2 separate regions of the Anser cygnoides genome follow, and region 2 is linked to region 1. A link is a contact called in public Hi-C data. All regions are on one chromosome and are shown on one strand. Each heading gives the region's core, a stretch centred on a gene start, on an enhancer-like site or on the middle of the called end of the contact. The rest is flanking DNA. Distances are from core to core; before and after follow the strand shown.

Evidence for each region. Hi-C and Micro-C count contacts between places; a contact is called where the count stands out from the background.
Region 2: a contact with region 1 is called in a Hi-C map of liver, with 2.7 times the contacts expected there. The contact joins the promoter of CGRRF1 here to the enhancer-like site in region 1. A contact is called at or near these places in 3 of 7 Hi-C or Micro-C datasets (all in liver).

What each region holds. Positions count from the first base shown.
Region 1 is chr5:62,905,489-62,908,358 of Taihu_goose_T2T_genome, reverse strand. No RefSeq gene overlaps it. Among named protein-coding and RNA genes, the nearest start is that of GCH1, 23 kb to the right of the region's middle. Within about 2 kb of position 1,353, at least 2 of the 3 cell types and tissues checked have open chromatin away from gene starts, as enhancers often do. A contact at or near this core is called in liver, where this site is marked.
Region 2 is chr5:63,017,326-63,020,195 of Taihu_goose_T2T_genome, reverse strand. It overlaps CGRRF1 (cell growth regulator with ring finger domain 1), which reads left to right and starts at 1,396. Exons shown (of 6, transcript XM_048066093.2): 1 at 1,396-1,562. The coding sequence starts at 1,396. It also overlaps a transcript of GMFB not described here.

The sequences.
Region 1 (2,870 bases), core at 104-2,603:
TATCCTGTTCGGAGAACAAATTGCCCAGCTCAGCCAGAATTCCCACTTTTATACAGAGATTTTTGACCAATTTTAATAAAATGGAAGATCATCCCGGCAGCTTAGCCCCCTGCTTTTTGAGAGTCCACCGCCGCCTCCAGCCCTGCGCAGGGGCTCCCGATGCAGCATCGCCCCGCGGTGGGGCTGGGTGCCCCCATCCCACCCTTGTCCCCCTGCCTGGCTTCGGGCAAGCCCGAGGCCTCGCAGCCGCCCCAAAAATTGCTTCCAGCCCCGTGAAAGCTCTCACTCCTCTCCTGCGAGAGCTCCAGGCCGGGCTCAGCAGAGGGAGCCACAGACTGTGCGTGCCCGGCTGCGGCTGGGGCGCTGCCACCCAGCCAGGGCCTCTTGCCCTGTTGCTCCTCTTGCTCCTCGGGGTGTAAATGAGCATGGCCCGAGCATCGCCGAGCTGAAGAACAGGATCTCTGCGACCAGCTGTCATTCCCACTGCTGCCGCTTTCCTGCAAAACCCTGCCCTGTCTGAGTTTCTTCTTTCCTCCATTCTCATTGATCCCACATGGTAGCAGTCACTGCCCCCCCAGTTTCACCTCCCCAGTGACAAGCAGTGGGGACAACCGGAGCAGGAGGCTCCCGGCCAGGTGTGCAGGGGCCTCAGCGGTGCACAGCCAGGGCTGACACCCCCACGGAGCTCGGATCCAGGTCCCCGTGGGAAGGGTTGATGCAGGGCTAAGGCTGTAACCCTGCACAGCCTGAAAAGCAAGCGGAGATCCTGCAGGCCCTAACTGCATCCCGCAGGTACATCACAACAGTGACACCAACAGGACAGGTGTTGGAGGCAATGTTTTTTTTGTCTCCTGGTAATTAGCATATCCCCGGACCACAAAACTGGTGATTTTTATGGCTAGAGCAGGAGGAGCATGCTAAGGATGAACTCTGCCTCCTGCAGCAGGTGAAAGCCACCGGTCTTTTATATCATCGGTTTTAATATAAAGATAACACCCCGCCTCCCCAGCCTTTCCTTGACTAAAGTGTAATAGCCTTGCTAACGCTGGGTGCTGATTACATCATTTTTGCAGGAAATACAGAACCCTTTTCCCATGCATGGATCTGCTGCAGGGTGTGCTGACACCTGCACCAGGACCTTGGTCCCCAGCTCCTGCAGCTCCCAGCACTGTTCTTGTACCCTGAAAGGGGTTTGGGTGCACACGGGTGATGGAGAAATGGGGAGAGGGTTGGAAAAAGAGCCCCTGGGCAATCTCAAGTGCCTCCCTGGTGCGGAGGGGACAAAGCCAGACAGCCCCACTGCTCTGTCACTCGTGGAGGCTAGGCAGAGGGAACCCCCGCAGGAATTGCTGCCTTGCTGGCATTAGGACAGCCCAGGGAAAAGAAGTAAGACTCTGGTTTGCCTTAGCACTTTTAAAACAGTTTAATAAATAGGCCTGTGTAGCTCAATGACTCTTATGGCAGGGTTTTAACCTTCGCTTTCCTGTTGCAATTGGAGCAGCGGTGCAGAGAGGAGACGCGGTAGGTACACTCTGCCTCCCCTGCAACACTCCACCACCAAGCACACACTAAAAGCTGTTAAAAATAATCCTTGCTATGATATCCTTCGGGTTATTTCAGCAAAATTTGTTTTGAATACTGTGCACAATGATTTGTTTGATGTCCCTCTTACCAGCCCAGACCAAGACTTATTAAAAAGGGCTTTAATCTTTTATATCCTCTTGATTACCAAACCATGACTGCAACTTTAAATACAACTGGAAGGCAAGCTTTTCATAAAGGTTATTTCCAGGAGTTCAGCAGAAGGGCTTAGCTAAAGCTCAAAGGGCAGAGCTGACTGCAGAGTCTTTCCCAACACCGATAACTCGATAGAGACAGCAGGGGCAGAAACCAGAGGCCAGGTAATGAGCAATTTGAGCTCATTAAGCAACCATGGGCTGCTGGAAGGTTGCCTGGAAGGTTGCGACGGCTACATAAAGCCTCCAGGATTATCAGGGCCCTCAACTGCAGCCTAGGAAGAGAGATTTTTGGCTAGGAAGAGCGTCTTCTGACTCCACATCTCACATCCACAGGCAGCAGGATCCCATGTTCACCACCTGTGTGACCAACCTTGGTCACCAGCAGCTGCTGGTTGCACACAAGAGGATGCTTTGAGGAAGAAGCATTTGGACTTGTAGATTTTCTACATTCTCTTGCAAAGCACAGGTGGGTTGAGAGCACAAAGGCAGCGTGAGGTCCAGCCCCATGCAGGGCTGGGCAGGAGCTGCACTGGAGCTCAGAGGATGCACCTAGCCAGGAAGCGGGGATACGTAAGGACACTGACACGACAAGGACAGGCTCCTAGCTCTTTGCTGCAGGGACTAATTGCCTCCTGGCTGAGAGAAGTTACCTGCACCAAAACACAACGTCTGCACCTGAAAGCGAAAGGCAAAGCAAGGGGACCCAGGAGCCGTGCCCAGGAGCTGGGGCGGTGAATCAGGGACAAGCGACGCTGCGTCACGTGCGGAAGAGATGACTGAAAACACTGGAAAGAAAATCAAGGTGAAAGTACAAACACAAAAGGAGCTGCTTGTATGGGTGGCAATCAAAAACACCTGAGAAGCATCCATTTCCTGAAGGTTACCATTGAACATTATCAGGAAATGAATGCAGCCTGTGCTAAGAGATGGGATCTCCTGGGGTGGGGTAGTTTAGGGACAGGAGTTTGTCATTTTTGTAACAGAGCTTGGTTCTCCTACAGCTTTGGTTCTTAGCACTCTCATCAGGTTTTTTGAGCTGTAAACACTCCCAAGGCGAGTATTTTTTCACCTCAAAGAAAACAGATTTTTCACATGATTACAAAAGCAGGGAGGTTCCTTTCAAATCCCACA
Region 2 (2,870 bases), core at 147-2,646, 110 kb before region 1:
CCCCCTCCCCCCCGCGCTGTCCCCTCACAGAGCCCCCCTCCCCTCAGGCGGCGCGCGCCCCCTCACCATCTTGCGCGCGCGCCCAACCGCCGCCGCTCGCGCGCCGCCAACGGAAACCGCCGCCTCCCCCCCGGCCCGTGCTGCGCCTGCGCCGCCGAGGCCCCGCCCCTTCTCTCTCTGCCCCTCCCTCCGCCTCCCGGCCAATCAGCGCCGCCGCCTTGGGTTGGGCGGGCGCCGGCACGCGCCGACGGGTGGCGGGAGGGCTCAAGGCCCGCGGGGGAGGGAGGGGCGCAACGTTGTCATGGAGCCGAGGCTCCGCCCCCCGTTGTCATGGCGATGAGGCTCCGCCCCCCTGTTGTCATGGCGACGCGGCCCCGCCCACCCCGCGGTATCCTAGCGACGGGGCGGGGCCGTGCGCAGCCGGCGGGCGGCCCGAGGCTTCCCTCAGGATCGGGCCCCGGCCCCGGGAGCCGCGGCTGTGGGACGGCTTTGGGGTGGGAAGGGCTGAGGAACCCCAAACCTGCGGGGTCAGGCCAGCCCCGGGCAGGGTGTCCCCATAAAGGCCGCTGAGGCCTGTCAGTGAGCTCAAGGCTTTGCCCCTTTGCCGAAGTACCGGGGAATATCCGTGGAGAAATGACACGGCTGTGAAAAAACCGCCCTCGGGTGGGGTTTCCACCTTAATAAGGTTCAGAAAATTAAAGCGCAAGGCAGGCGTGAGGCTCAGTAATGTCTGCCCCTCAGAAAACTTCTTTTTTTATTCAAGTTGAGTGTGATTCTGGACGCGACCCAGGACTCGGAGCTGGCAAATCGCGAGCACCAGCGCCGCTCTTCCATAACAGGCTGCTGGCGGCCGTCTGGCCGGGAGCCGGGGGAAATATCTGGCTTTTGTCACCCTGCTGCGACGTTCGGCTGCCATAACGCTGCCTCCTCAGACCTGCCGCAGCACCGGCTGCTAAAGGGGTCATCCTCTTGCCTGCTGAACCCGGGTGAAGAGAAGTTATACTAACAAATGCCAGACCCACAGGACAAAACGGCACGTTTTCAGGCAGAGTTTAGCGAGCACCACAGAAGAGGAAGGCTGCCGAGCAGCTGCGGCTGCGTCCCTTTCCCTCCCTGTGCTCTATTACGTGTATTCACCTCCCTACGCTCTATATTACGCTCCCTACGCTGCTATTTCCTCACGGGGCGCCGCGCAGGGAGGTCGCACTCACTGCAGCGCGCCAAGGGCGCTGTGCAGCCCCCTAAAACCCCCCCGGGAGAACCGGGAAGCGCCGCGGGGCCCGGCTGCAGGCGGGCTACGCAAACTGCGCAGCGCCGCGCACCTTGCGCAGCCTTACGCAGGCCCCGCCCGTGCGCGGGCAGGCTGCGGGCAGCGGCTTCAGGCGGCTGCCGCGCATGCGCCGCGGCGCGGGGCCGGGGCGGGTGACGGGGGGGGGGTGTGTGTGTGTGAGGGGCCCGATGGCCGCCGTGTTCCTGGTGACGCTGTACGAGTACTCGCCGCTCTTCTACATCGCCGTGGTGTTCGCCTGCTTCCTCGTCACCAGCGGCCTGGTGCTGGGCTGGTGAGCGCGGAGGGGCGAGGCGGGGGGGGCTCCGGGTGAAGGGGGGGGTGGGAAGGGCCTCGCAGCCCCTCAGGCCCAGCCCCGGCTGCCCCCAGCCCCGTCCGGCCCCGCCTGGGGCACCGCCAGGGATGGGGCAGCCACAGCTCCTCGGGGCGGCCTGCGCCAGGGCCTCGCTGTGAAGAATTTCTTCCTCGTATCTAACCTAAACCTACCCGCTTTTGGTTTAAATCCATCACCCCTTGTCCTGTCACCCTGACACAGAGCCCCTCCCCAGCTGTCCTGCAGCCCCCTTCAGGCCCTGTCAGCCCGCTGTGAGGTCTCCCCGGAGCCTTCCCTTCTCCAGGCCGAACACCCCCAGCTCCCTCAGCCTGTCCCCACAGCAGAGGGGCTCCAGCCTCTGAGAGTCCTCGGGGCCTCCTCTGGACCCCAACAGGCCCATGTCCTCCTTGTGCTGGGGCTCAGAACTGAACACAGCCCCTCAGGTGGGGCCTCACAAGAGTAGAGCATAGGGGGGAGAACCCCCCCCCCTTCACCCTGCTGGCCACTCTGCTTTTGATGCAGCCCAGCATACCATTGGCTTTCTGGGCTGGACATTTTCCTGCTCAGTTGTAGGGAACGTGCTTTTAGCAGCAGGGTTGGACTCAGTGAACTCCAGAGGTCCTTTCCAACCCCTACAGTTCAGTTTGTGTTCAGTTTTTCATCGACCAGCATCCCCAGGCCCTTCTCCTGAGGGCTGCTCTCAATCCATTCCCCACCCAGCCTGTGTTTGTGCTTGGGATTGCCCTGACCCAGGTGCAGGACTTTGCACTTGGCCAGGTGATGGGGTGGCACGGTGCGGGAGGGGAGTAATGGGAGCTGGTACCCTGTGGGGACTGTGTTCTGGAGGTGTGGGATGGCCGTGGGGTGGGTGCGTGGGGCCTGGAAGTGGCCAGAGAAGTGGGGTTGTGATGAGTACAGGTGGTGAGGAAGGACAGCACTGAGCGTAGTGCTCAAATGTCCGTCCTCAAATGTCCGTCCATAATACTGCTGTGTTTGGTTTCCTGCTGGCTCGGAATTGTCTGAATGTAAACACAGACACACGCCAAGCGGGGAGCATCGATTAGCGATCAAAGTAATTTATGCAATAATTGGGGATACGCCACACTCGTGCGGTTTCTGGAGAGAATAAAATTGAGTTACTGCGTTTCCTCCTATTGGCTTCACATTGATATCCGTAGTGCTGCTGAGCTTTGGTGTTCTCCTCCCTTTGTCTCTCTTTGAATTACAGCTGCTGTAGCTGTCGCTGCTTGTTCTTTTGGCAGCTTATAA